3 separate regions of the Gossypium arboreum genome follow, and regions 1 and 2 are each linked to region 3. Evidence: chromatin contacts called from public Hi-C data. All regions are on one chromosome and are shown on one strand. The core of a region is the stretch at or near the end of the contact, and the rest is flanking DNA. Distances in the headings are between cores, read along the strand shown.

The links. Hi-C and Micro-C count contacts between places; a contact is called where the count stands out from the background.
Region 1: a Hi-C map of leaf shows a contact between it and region 3, with 4 times the contacts expected there. The contact joins the promoter of LOC108470385 here to the promoter of LOC108472975 in region 3. A contact is called at or near these places in 2 of 5 Hi-C or Micro-C datasets (both in leaf).
Region 2: a Hi-C map of leaf shows a contact between it and region 3, with 3 times the contacts expected there. The contact joins the promoter of LOC108472965 here to the promoter of LOC108472975 in region 3. A contact is called at or near these places in 2 of 5 Hi-C or Micro-C datasets (both in leaf).

What each region holds. Positions count from the first base shown.
Region 1 is chr11:40,404,987-40,409,656 of ASM2569848v2, forward strand. It overlaps LOC108470385 (formin-like protein 6), which reads left to right and starts at 1,314. Exons shown (of 4, transcript XM_017771667.2): 1 at 1,314-3,774; 2 at 3,870-4,072; 3 at 4,354-4,595. The coding sequence starts at 2,243.
Region 2 is chr11:40,346,449-40,351,385 of ASM2569848v2, forward strand. It overlaps LOC108472965 (zinc finger protein ZAT10-like), which reads right to left and starts at 2,449. Exons shown (of 1, transcript XM_017774533.2): 1 at 694-2,449. The coding sequence starts at 1,642. The coding sequence ends at 911. LOC108473059 (a long non-coding RNA gene) reads right to left here and starts at 4,716. Exons shown (of 2, transcript XR_001869639.2): 1 at 4,174-4,716; 2 at 3,765-4,062.
Region 3 is chr11:40,830,569-40,835,267 of ASM2569848v2, forward strand. LOC108472975 (BTB/POZ and TAZ domain-containing protein 4-like) reads right to left here and starts at 2,037. Exons shown (of 6, transcript XM_017774543.2): 1 at 1,585-2,037; 2 at 1,121-1,448; 3 at 558-694; 4 at 57-378. The coding sequence starts at 1,387. LOC108471241 (a long non-coding RNA gene) reads left to right here and starts at 2,922. Exons shown (of 4, transcript XR_008274599.1): 1 at 2,922-3,345; 2 at 3,471-3,561; 3 at 3,646-3,714.

The DNA of each region.
Region 1 (4,670 bases), core at 64-2,563, 430 kb before region 3:
CACATATGGCCCTCAACCAACTATACCAAGTGAGTCCGACTCCATCATACTTTTTTAGTACATTATATTTTGGGCTTCCGAAATTACATATTTCTCTAATTCTTCTCGTACATTTTACGTTTATTCGTTAACAAACTTGCCATTATTATTCTTCTTATAAGTATTATTGTTAACTGTTATGACCATCATGTATAATCGAATTTGTCACCATCCTTACTCATCCAATCAGAGACAACCCACCAAGCCAATCACTAAAGCAACCTCCCAAAGACAACAAAAAAAAAAAAATTGCATCATCATTAAGGTTAGATTTATAATATTTTGAAATAAAATTTATTTTTATACAATTCTTTTTAAGTTTTGAACGAAAATTGAAGATGACTAAATTAGTAAATTTAGAGAAATTGTTGAAATTATTTAGTTTTCAATTTTTGAAGAATATGATCTAAACAACTTTCCTTTTCCAAATTAGTTTAGATATCTAACTAAGGAGAAAGTCTTTTAGTCTAATAAAGAAATTAATCTTTCAACTTTTAAATTGGAGAATAAATATATTTTAAAGTATTTAAACTCACATTATCTTACATTAATTATAATACCGATACCAACCAACCATACTATTTAATATCATATTGCAATCGAGGAGGTATATTTTTAGTTAAATTTATGATCCAATTTTATACATGTGGTTTTGTTTGGATTGGATGTTTTGTTCAAACAAATTAATTATATATAAAATTTAATGTTTTAATTTTTATAAATTGAATTTATATGGTAAACAGATAAGTTATGCTAGACTTTTTGGACAATTTGTTTTTCAAAGACAACCGGATGTAACTTGTGGGAACATTTAATTTCACCTTTTAAAGTAATTTATATCTATATATAATTAAATTTAAGACCATTAATTAAAAAATTAAATTTCTTCCATTACTTATTTGTACATTAGCTTTCTATACAGAACTTTCCTACTAAAATTATTTTTTTCCTCTGGTTAAAATTTCTATTCACTTCAGGCTTACTATCCACAAAACAGTCAAAGTTAATAATAATAATAATAATAATAATAAACCTACAAAAGAATTACTCCTTTCGGAATATCTGATATTCTTACCATTTGTAAATTTCAGATTAGGAGAATAAATTTCATTAATAATCTTATATTTTACTCACACCGTAGACTGACGTTGACGTAGTTATGACTTTAAAATTGGATTAATGATGAAATTGAACAACTAATTGATTTTTAATTGGATTGTTTAAAATAGGATAGATATTATTTCAAATAAAATAGTTGTTGACAGCTATCTTGTATATTCTTTTTAACATAAATATTTCTCCTGACACACCCACTTTTTTTTTTTTTAAAAGACACCACTCACTTTTCAGTTTTCAAATCATAAATTTATATTATTAATTTCTATTGTGATTTCGTTTAGAAGCTAAAACTTTTGTTTTTCACACTTGCTGAGTTCTTCTTCCACTCTTCCTATTATGTTTGGATTGAGTGGATGGGCAAGAACCGCTGATCTGAAGCAGATAAGGGCGAACAGGGGGGAAGGTGAGCAGAGGGCTGAGTGTTGATGATGGGGGGACTTTTTTTTTTTTTTAATTTTTTTTACTTTTTGTATTGTTCCTGATTAAAAGATATTGAGATGGGTAGAAAACTTAGACATTTAGGTGGGCATTTGTCCGGTTCGGCTCATGTTAACAATTTTTTCAGTCGACAGTTCAGAGTTCAACCGTTATTTTTATCGATTCACAGTAAAGAGGGCAAAAAGAGATAATAAATTAATGAAATATGTGGCATATATATCTGGGTCACGACAAAAGAAGAAACAATTCCATAAAATAATCGGACAGAAAAGGACATTAACGTGGTCCTTTAATTCCCACCATTTATAGGGGCATAATCGTCCATTTACCTGGAAAACAGCCCCCGAATACCATAGTTGATTTGCTATTCCTCTAAAATAGCAGGTGTCATTCCAGTACAGTCCGAATAATTAATTAAAAATAAAAAATAAAAGATGCGACTATTGCCGATCTCATGTAGCATCCAAATCTAGAGGCAGAAAGAAGCTTCCCCCGCAGTCTAAAACAGCAGTACTCATATTTTTAGTATAATTTTCGTCCTTTTAGTTTGCTGTGTTATGCATTTTTGGCTAAAGGGTCCAACAGTTAGAGAAACAAAGTCCTTTCCCCCCTTCAGAGATGAATCTTCGACCCTGAAATTTTCACAATGAGATTGAGATCTCATCCACATTTCACTTTTTTTTTCTTCTTGCTTTCATTGTTCTTGTCGTCTTCTTCTTCTGTAATTCAAGATTTTATCATTTTTCATAGAAGAATTCTACACCAACCGTTGTTTTCGGTTGGTTCATCTCCGCCTCCAGGCGCTGACACTTTTTTACCTTCACCGTCTCCGCCGGCTCCAGATAGTCCTGTTTACCCAGACCCAAGTCAGCCATTCTTCCCTGAAGTTCCTTCAGGACCAGGGCAGACCGCAGATCAGAATCAACTGCCTACCCCACCATCTGCGCCTACTAATGGCTCGATGTCAATCCCAACTGCAACCCAGCCTGCCAAACCAGCTAAAAAGGTTGCAATTGCCGTCTCTGTTGGGATTGTCACTTTGGGAATGCTATCGGGGCTTGCTTTCTTTTTGTACCGTCACCGGGTCGCTAAACACCCTGGGGAAACGCGAAAGAGGCTTGTTGGAGGGAACTCCGATAGGTCGCAAGAAGACTCTAGGGTTCCACCCTCCAGCTTTCTTTACATTGGAACCGTGGAGCCCAGCAGGAGATCGGTGGGTGAAGTGAATGGTGGAGCTAATGGTTCGCCTTATGGTAAGTTGAATTCAGTGAGGAGGTCGGATCGATATAGGCCGAGCCCGGAATTGCAGCCATTGCCTCCATTGGCTAAACCTCTTGGGCTTGAGAATTCACCGACGGCAATGCCATCTCCATCTTCGTCTTCTTCAGATGAAGAGTCTCGGGGGACGGCTTTTTATACCCCTCAGGGCTCAACGATCAGCAATGAAGAAAGCTATTACACTCCGGTTTCGCGTCGGGTTAATGGCAATTTGGTGACTCAGTCGAGGAATGAAATGAATGGGAAAACAAATTCTGTTCCTTGTTCTAAAAGAACTTCTCCCAAAACAAGGATTTTAGCTTCTTCGCCGGAAATGAAGCATGTTATTATACCTTCAATAAAGCAGCAACAGCAGCAGCCACCTTCTCCACATCCTCCGTCGCCAACATCGCTACCCCTTCAACAACCACAAGGTCTAGGGCCGGAGCCGCATGAGACTCAGGAATTTACTCACGCAAAAAGGCCGAAATTCTCCTCTCCTCCACCACCTCCAAATATGGCGCTACTTCGATCAATTAGCAACAATTCATCCCCACAAAGGACAAAAGTTCCTGTTCCACCTCCGCCACCGCCACCACCCCCTATGCCGCCACCAGCAGCCGTAAAACTGTCAGTACCCAGGTCAGTAAGGAATTTGAAGACCAATGTGACTCCAAAACCTGCCCAACTGTTGAAAAAGCATGAATCTCGGACCTCAAGTCCCAAAAACAGTGCAGTGAGTGGGGCTAGAAAGTCCATGGAAGAGGTGGTTAGTTACAAAGGTGTCAGTTCTTCAGAGAAGACAGACGGGGATGACATGGATAGTGCAAAACCCAAGTTGAAGCCTTTGCACTGGGACAAAGTACGAGCAACCTCGGAGAGAGCTACAGTGTGGGACCAGATAAAATCAAGCTCATTTCAGTAAGTTATAAAACTTGTACATTTTATGAGTGTAGATTACGTTTCAAGTACAATATGGGAAAAATTTCATTTATTTTTTGTTTGCTTGTTTACAGATTGAATGAGGACATGATGGAGACTCTATTTGGCTGCAATTCAACTACAGCAGCACCACCAAAAGAACCTATTAGAAGATCAGTTCTGCCTCCTGTTAAACAGGAAAACAGAGTTTTGGATTCAAAGAAGTCACAGAACATTGCCATACTGTTGAGAGCACTGAATGTAACAAGAGATGAAGTGTCAGAAGCTCTTTTAGATGGTATGTCATGGCTATCATTCTTTTCTATTTTCTATCATTTGTTCTTAAAACACAGCAATTGGCCGCTTGTTCATGCTTAAAGCTATCATAGCTAAAGGATCATATAAGCCGTCAAGCATAACTCATAACTAATTACTATGCACATGTAGATATATTGATCAAGAAACATGATGAAAAGCTTCTTCGAGATGCTGATTATGGGCTTCAATTTGCCGATAATCTTCTACTTAAATATTGAACTTCACTTCACTTTCACATGCTGTTTTGTTTTGCTTTAACAGGTAACCCGGAAAGCTTAGGTGCTGAGCTTTTCGAGACTTTGGTAAAGATGGCTCCCACAAAGGAGGAAGAAATAAAACTTCGAGATTACAGCGGGGACTTATCGAAACTAGGCTCTGCAGAAAGATTTCTGAGGACAGTGCTTGATATCCCCTTTGCCTTCAAAAGAGTTGAAACCATGCTCTATAGAGCCAACTTTGATACTGAAGTACAATATTTGAGGAAGTCTTTTCAAACCCTCGAGGTATTATTAGTATTCATGAGATTCAATGCTTTCACCATAAAAATTCTGAAAAATTCTTTGTTAAAACCTCCTATG
Region 2 (4,937 bases), core at 1,199-3,698, 480 kb before region 3:
AGTAAATGCATGACATAAGGTGAAAATTTAAGGTCGCCCAAAGGTCAACAACTTAGGCCAGTCACATAGGGTACATATTTTTTTAATTTTTTGAGGTTTCAATTCTAATATATATAAGATCAGAAAATTTTAAAGGATATTAAATGATATTGATTTATATACACATGTATTTACTTTTTTGGCCTTAACATGTCTATCTACTTTGGTTTAATCCAAACTGGCAACAACTATTAAATTTTACTTAAAATTACCAAATTTATATGCACCAATTAAATTGCGCCACTTGTCTAAAGGCTAACTTACTTGTTTCTATTTGTGTGTCAATATGCTACTATAATTTAAAAAATAAAAATAAAAATGTTCTAAAGCTAAAATTATAATTTTTATTAACTTTTAGGAGGGCTAAAAGAAATTATACTATTTTAAAGACACTAACATGAATTAAGGTGAAGAATAAGTTTTTGGACGGATTTTCTTGACAAGAAAACAGATAGTATAATATAATTAAAATTTCCTTTTTTTACAAAATTTTCAAAATTTGAGTATTATTTGGATTATTATTATTATTTTATATAATATCTAAACCTATCAGCTAAACTAGAATTCAGTCTCCAAATAACATTTTATTTGATGAGTACTTTTATTTTATTACAATCCACACTCCATAAAAAAAGGTAAAAAAAAAAAGACTGATTTTAGAATTTTTAAATATCCTCATGTCATGTACATAAAAAATTACTGCAGCAGTTAAAAACTCTGATGTCCCAAATAAAATATAATAATATAACCATTCATAAAAAAACGATGAACATGCAAAAAAATTTTTGAAGAAAAAAGAATAAAATATAACAGCAAAGTCCACTCTAATCATTCGCTTAAACTGAATCTAATCCTTATTTCACTACGACTTTCAACAAACGTGGCAGCCGACGCGCTTTGCCGGCGGCCAAGGATTCTCCACCACTTCATCGTCGGTGGAATATTTATCTCTTTGGTTAACGTCGGGAGTACTTAGTTCCTGCGGTCCAGCAGGCAAATTTAAGTCAAAGTCACGTTGACTTTGGCTCGGTAACTTAGCACCATCGCTGCCGCTGTTGTTATTGCTGCCAGCTTCGTAGTGGCATCGCTTATGCCCTCCTAAAGCTTGACCTGAAGAGAATGTCTTGTTACAAATTGAACACACGTGATTCTTGTTACCAACTCGATTAATCATGAGAGGTAAATTTTTAGGCGGCGTGACTGTGGTGGCAGCAACAGCGGAGACATCAGCAGTGGTCTTGGTGGCGGCGGTGGTGATGGTGAGGTGATCTCCAGCTCCAACAACGAGTTTCCTGTGACTGGCCTTGTGTCCTCCTAAAGCTTGATGAGATGGAAATCCCTTGTTACAAACCGTACACTTGTAAAGGTTGAGGGAGGTTCTGGAAGCAGCCGAGGCTGAGGGAATGGTTCTGGTAGTTGTTCCCTGAGCCAGCATGAGAAGGCAAAGAGCTAAGTATTCTTCTTCGGTTGGTGGGTTTTCGGATCTGGGTCGTTTGGTTCTTTTCCTCTTGGTCCAGGGCTCAACACAGTGGAGGTCGACTATATCATCACGGTCCAGCAGTGGAGGAGCTGAAGTTGGGGAATTCAATGTGTCAAGAGCCATGATTCTTCTCTTGTTATGTGAGTGCTTCAGTGAAGAAGGAAGGATTGATTTTTATATGGAAGAGTGGAGGAAGTAGGAAGGAAAGTGGTTGATAAGTGGAGAGAAAGAAGGGTGAAAAGAAATTGCAATACTCTGCTCTCACCAATATTGGCACGTCTGAATCTGATCATAAAAGTCGTCCTTTGGAGAGTGAAGTGTGGTGTGGGCTATTATAGTTGTCAACAAAAGGAAATAAACAAAGGCTTCGTATGAATGGTAATAGATTTGATGTTTTGTTTCTAATGTCTGCTAAGTGGATACTTTGTATAATTGACTGTTTCCATTCAAACCAACAACCCCCTGTTCTTCAACTTTTCTTGCTTTTTTTTTTTTTTTTTTCCTTATCGATGAGTAAAAACAACAGTGAATAAAAGAGAAACTTGAAATCCATCCAAAAACATAGTCAAAATTCGTTAGAAATTAAACTGGGTAAGATGGCAAAATTGTTAGTAGTGGGAGAAACATTGGAGATGGCTGGGAATGTAATGTCGGTATCTGAGTGTTGATGTCCTGTAATAAATCCTCATCGATGGGAGTGCACCATGTTTTGCACAGCAGTAAGTGGGGACTTGACTTCCCTTTTCGGTGGTCTGATTTTTATAGAGTGGCGTGTCGCTCGGTAATAGCGGTCGTGACTTTGCCGGTGGTTGGTGAGTCTTCTCGGAATTACGTGGGTCTTCTTGTCATGGCCCACGTCTCTATCCACCGCTGATTGATGATGCAACGACCCATTGTTGACTTGTTGCTAAGACATCCAACCTCAACAGTACATTGCGAAAGGTAATTTGTTGGTATAAGATATTCCTATACTCTTATGCAGTACATTTCCTTAGTATTCATGTAATGGTAATGGTACAACGCGTTATGTTATTGTACTGAACGAAATGGCAACATCGAAACGTAAAGGAGCTTGGTCGGGGCATCGAACCAATTCAAGGTTGAACTGAGAAACAACTTGAAATTAAACTTACTGGTTGAACCATCCATGTTGTGGCAACATAAAACTCCACAATCCAGATCCTTAACCCTGAAAACTTTGTAAATCGCACTTCATATACTAAAGATTTACGCAACTTGCAAATAGAAGTTTCAATCATCCAAGTAAATTGAAGAAAACAATTAAAATTTTAATTATTAAAACCCAAGCCCATATTCATACTAAAGCCCAAAATAGAAATATTAATACTGATATATTAAATCCAAATGGTAAATTAGTTAAGTAATTTTATCCTTTTACTGTATAATTGAGGTCATTAGTTAATCTCATAGTGAAAATTTGTTTAATATAATTTAGTTTTTAATCTTAGAGGCAGGGGTTGTCAGTCCGGCTCCTAAAATGATTTTTTAATTATAAATTAGTAAAAGTAAAATTATACTTTATCTCTTAAAATGATAAAAATTGATTTAACCTTTTAAAAATTATAAATATATAAACTATTAAAATGGTGAAATTATATTTTTACTATCATAAAATTACAATTTAATTTTGATCCCTAAAAATATTTTCTCGATCACTTCACCCCCGCTAGAGTATAATTAGTACTATTTTTAATATAAAAACATATATTAAATAATATTATTATCCTTTTGAGTTCAATTAGTTTTCTTAAAAGTATAAAACAAAATAAAAATAAAATCTTTCATGTTAAACTCTAAAATAAAAATAAAAATAAAAATAAAAATTTGTGACTTAATTTGAACAAAGTAATGATTAAAACTCTTATTAAATACTCGCTTGACATAAATTGAATACCCTTAATATTATATTAAAAAATTGTTTTAAAAGGCTGGTCACAATCCCCAAACTAGCCAATAAATTTGTATAATTACAACCAAAAGAAAATAAAGTATAAAATATATATTTTAAAAAATCAAATAAATCAATCGAATCAAATAAAAACAATTGGTTCAATCAATTTTGGTACTATAATAGATTCGATTTATTTAATTTTATTGGTTTAATCAATTTATTCGATTTTTGGTAGATAAAAATCAAATTGATCAAATGCACGCCTTGATGTAAGACTAGAATTGTTTATAACCTATTCTCAATATATAAATAAAAGGATAATGCTCTTTAACGTATTTAAATTCATATCTCCTTATATTGATAACAATATTCGTTACAATCGAGTTGAGATTAAATTCGCCATATTTGAAGAACAATTCTAAGGCCTGCGAATCTGTGATAGGATAACCCCCTGGTACAGTAGTTAAAAAGACAATTAATTTTAAGCCGTTTTTGCTTGCATTCGTTCCACTCCCTATGGTGAAAAGCAAAAGACATTCACCCTGAAATCAGATCCCACAAAATCATGCTTTATTCTAAAAACAAACTCATTCTCTTGTTCGACTGAGAACAAACGAACATTGAAGAAAACCTGAAAGAACATCAAGACATTTAATTAGGAACTTTTTTATAAAGGAAGCAAGATGCTTGAGACTAGCTTGAGAAATATATAAAATATTTTTATAGTGAAATATGTATTCACTTGGGTCAGAGTTGATAATCATAGCAATCCCTCCAAATTGCAAGTCCCTCCATTTCTCTTGGTATTCAACCAGTAGTTATTAAAAGCATAAGAAGCATGAGCAACAACAACGTCTGGGTAAAACAGCCCCCATAAGATATAATCACTTCATAATTAGCACCGCCTTCACCATAGGTAGAGTCCGTTGCTTCTTGGAGAGTCTCAAATGAACACACACACATACACCCCATAGCTTTTGCACCACCCCTATCTCTGATGCTGGTGTCGTGTTGTCATCCAAAATATAAAGAGGCAAATAGAAAGCGTCAGGTGATCTGGGGAGAAAAAAAGGTGGAGGAAGCTCAAAAGTGATGGGGAATGAAAAGGATGGTGGTAGAGGATCACTAGGACAGGAAAATTGAGGCGGTGAAGCAGTAGGGTCCTGAAGGGGTTGTGGGATTTTGGCTACATTGGCAGGCACAAGAAGCCAATATATGAATGGAAAGATGGAGTGATTTTTGGCAAAAGGGCTGACCTAGTTGGGTAGGCTTTGAAAAGCCTGGAATCCATGACTAAGAGCTTACTCTTTATGAGCTTTTTATTTGGTGACTATAGACTTAATAAAATTCTATTCTACTCTTAGTAATTGAGGGCAAATATTATTTTATAACTAAATAAAATAATGTTGTAATTAATAGATCAAGAGTAGTAGATACTTACTTAAAAATTATTTTAGCCTTAATTAAGTAAGTCCAATTGTCCCTATTCCAACTCAACACATCATT
Region 3 (4,699 bases), core at 787-3,286:
TTAGAGATTTAGATCAAACTGCTAGAACCCAAGGTTACAAGGTGAAGCAGCCTTACCATGATATCCCTCCCATGTTCTTCATCCATCATGGATTCAAGAAGTTCTTTTTCTAGTGCTGGATTGCTCTTCTTCATTGCTTTCCACCCTTCAGTTTCGCGAACGGCCTTGCAGGTCATTATGATCATACGGTGAGTGATCAGCGTTAGTCGAGGCGCATCACACAGTAATGAAAGCTGGAAGGCATCAACTACATTTTCTATAGTAAGCAAGCCATGCTCAAGTTGCTGTTCACAAACTCGCTTCAGCTGAGGAACAACATATGTGTGTGACATCACCAACAATGGCAACACAAATTCCTTCATTTCTTCTTTCTCATAACTACAGATCAAAACCAATAACAATTAGCACATGCCGGCATGAATGCATGATGTAACCACATGATCTCAGTGACACTGACAACAAGTTCAAAGTGTGAAGGTAACTAGTAATTGCCAAGGACTTACTGGTTCACAAAACTGAATTCGACCAAAAGTCTTCCAAGGCAAAAGAGAAGTTACCTGGAAGAGTACAAGAATCGAATGAAAGCCCGAACTGCATCTTGTGGAACACCATGGATGTGGATTGAAATTGGTCTTCTGTGACCAAATCCTTTTGCTTGTTTCAACATGCCTCTTAGTACAGGAGAAGCCATGCCCTGTTAGCAAAAAAGATCCAGTGAAGGGATTTGAGTCAATAAATTTGTTCAAGACACCATGTCCAAATTGCTAAATAGTTGCTATTAGCTTTATTTTCTTGTACATTAAAACACTAAACAACTCGATCCTACAAGGATTAAGGGGGCAAATGTGGCTTTCCTTTTGCTGGTTATGCTAAAAAAATATAACAACTTGCTCATGAGCTAAATGAATCAATGTCGCATTCCACCAAATGGGATTTCATTTCCAATATCTATGGTCTAAAACTGATATATAAAATTAAGTTGTATAACCAAACCATAAAAAAATGCCTGGTTAAATCAACAATATACGGAATCGAGATTGTTCAAATAACAAGGGTATTGCTCAAAGCATAACGTCCATTAATTTCATCATTAAAGATAGAAAAGACAAGGAGCGCTTACAAGAATATTAGAATGCGCACAGATGATGCCACCATTATCAGTTTTAATGATAACATCAGTTTTATAGCCTCCATCAAAGAGCCTATCCCACAAAGCCCTGGTTGCTGTCGCGGCACAATTGTTTCCTCTTATGGCTGACCCATTCTTCATTAGTGACCCCTTCCGCCTACAATTTTTAGCTGGACCAGGTAATGGAGGTGGCGCTGGAAAAACCTTATTGGCACCTTGACAAGTTTGCTTTGTAATACATTCTTCCATCTTCCCCATTAACTTTCACTTTTGGAAGGCATTCAATGACAATCAAACTCAGGTTCTTTTTTTATTTGATCTGACAAAAGAATGAAATAGCAGAAACTTCGATGAGCAACACAGAATCACAAGTTTCAATTTGCATATTTATAGAAACATGACCAAAATTAAAGATTAATGAAATCTAAAACATGGGTTTTCAAGAAAAAACTCACCTTTTAATCTAAATCAAAAGTGTCTGGGATTTGGAAAATGCAGAATCAATAAGAAGAAATTAACATGTTTCCGTACAAAATCTCCAACGAATCTCGAAGAAAATGAACTCTTTTTAATTATATGAAAAAGAAAAAGCAAGAAAAAGAGAAGAATGGATATGGCAACGATCTATCAGTTCCTCCGCCACTGCCACCGCCACCAATTCGGGTGCAGAGGCCGGAAAAAAAAGTGAACCGGAAAAAACCGCCAAGGAATTTAATATTTAAAAATAAAAATAAAATCAACATTTATGTGCGAGTATAACATGCACGATTCTTCTTGCTCACTTCACGCGCTTGATTTCAATGAAAAAAAATGAATGGTTTTGGACAAATTCCGTTTTACTTTTTACAACGGGTGGTCGGGCGCTTCTATTTTAATGGTTGGTTGCTTTGGTTAGTTACGTGGACGGTGTGGGGCGGGAGTAAAAAATTGTTCTACACAAAGCCGTTTTGCCCTTACTTTTGTGCTTCACTGGGGGATTTGATTCCTCCTTAGGTGAAATTAATTTCGGTAAAATAATAAATTAAATATTATATTAATGAAGTTACAATCAACAATAAAATATAAGAGTGATGTAATTATAATGAGAAGGAAAAATAACTACTAAGGATATTAAATTAAATTTTATATATTTGATAAAATAAATTAATTTACATTATTATTATATTTAAATTATATTTATTTATGTATTTACATAAAATTAAAAAATTATTAACTATTATTTGAAAGAAATGAATTAACAATAAATATTATAATTAAGAATATTAAAATAAAAATTTATTAAAAACATTATCATTAGCTCAAAAAGATAACAAGGTATAATGTATTGTTTCGTAGTATCCATAAAAGCTAAAATAAAAATATAATTATTATAAAAATAAGGTCATAATAAGAAAAGAAAGTAAGCTCCATGAATAGGCACTAAACATTGACTAAAACTATGTTTCGATCTATTAATTTTCAAATATTACATATTAATTACTAATATAATTAAATTGTTATATTTTGATGTTTAACTTTAATACCTCTTAATTAAATGATGCAACAGTATTTTAACACAAATGATTAATGACTAATTTGACACTTAAATTATTATTAAAATATCATGTTAATATTTTTAGAATTTTTCTTAACAATAATTTTAAAATGTTCAAAAAATTAAAATATCAAAAATTAAAAATCATAAAATTCTAAAGAGGGAAATTGTTGCTAAAATATTCAATTTTTTCCTATATAGTTGACAACATGACCATTTTTATTTTTTTAGAATATAAGCTGGATTTATAAAACCAAACCCAAGACAATGCCATTGGGCTACCAGAATAATTAGCATAAACACACCAAGACATGGCCCAACAGATTGCCCCAACAATTAACAAAAAAAAAAAAAAAACCAGCAAAGCTTTTTGGAGACGCTTCACAAAGCAGAAAAACAAGTTTTAGAATTCTCCATCACCAAATCGACAAAAGCAACAAAAACCAGGGGAAAACTGTTCATCTTCCTTGGGAACGCGGCGGTCAAAACTTTTGTTGCTTCTTTATCCTTCATCGTCCAGTGCGTTTTAGTCCAGAGCTTCCAACAAGCTACGGTCTCGCTCAATCAGTATCACCGCAACCTTGGGATCCCATACCTCAAGAATATCCCCTATTTTTGCCGAAGACCTTCCCTGGCTAACTGGTTCGCCGCTTCGTTGGCCAATCTTTTCACATGCAGAAAGGTACAGCTTTGAAAAACTTTACTCAGCCTCTTCACGTCTTCCATATACCCCGATATTTCGGAGGAATCTGTTTCATCTTTAGTTGCCTTCTTAATGACTGTTAGAGAGTCACCTTCAACCTCCAGGTTTTGTACATTTAGATCTAAGCATAACCTCAACGCCTCCACACAGAGCCTAGCTTCCGCCGCAAAAGGCGAAGAAATCCTCTCATGCAAGGTAATTTAGATGCAATGACATCTCCTCTTGAATCTCTTAATAAAATTCCCGAACATGATATTTCTTCATTCTTTCAAAATGCAGCATCAAAGTTTACTTCTATGTACCCCTCTTTCGGGCATCTCCACCGGTCTCCTGTTTCAACTTTCAGAGGTAATGCTGTTCTCAAATTATCTAGCTCTTTGATATAGTAGGGTTAATGTATATTTTATTCTCTGAATTTTACAACTTTTATTTAGTTGAAAATCATTAATCAATATGGTACCTTTTTAGGTACCTAATTGACATTATTAATTACCAATAAAATAAAGACGTGCGTCTTCAAAATTTTAAAATACATATTAATATAAATTTTAGGGTTTCAAAAATAATATAAAAGAATTATTATTATTTCACATGCATAAAGAATCTACAAGGATGTTCACATTTAGATGAATCTAGACTTATATTTATCTAAGTTCATTTTAAATGTGTATTTTTTAGTAATTTACTTTTTATAATTTCAAAAATATTAATATTAAAAACTTAGTACTTTTTTATTTTACATGTATAATGAACTAAGATAAATGGTTGTTGAGATTTAAATGAATCTAGATATCTATTTATCTAAGTTCAACCTGGATGTGCAATTTTAATAATTTCATATTTTATTTTTTTAAACTAATAATATAAAAACATGTTATTTTTAGAAAACCTTGTGTTTGAATGAATATTTTAAAATTTTGGAGATTTTAAAATACTAGCATTTTAAAATTCATTAATTTAAAATGCTAGCAATTGTAATTTGCTTGATTGAAATAATTGTATTAGGAAAAATAGATTATTGGAATTTTAAATTAAAAATAATTATAAAATAGGAATAGTTTATTAAAATAAATAATATAAAATTTTAATATAGGTATCATTAGATTTTTAAAAAGTAATAAATATTTTTAATAAAATAAAATATTAAATATATATATTTATATTAGAATTAAATAAAAAACTTAGAGTTCATTTTTTATGTTAGTGGGACCATGTTGTATTAAATGAAACATAATTATGATGATTTTTGAAAACCACCTCTTCAAGTGGAATTTGAATAAGGAAATTAAACTACAGAAATCCATTCTTAAAATTCTTTTAAATTTTGAAATTT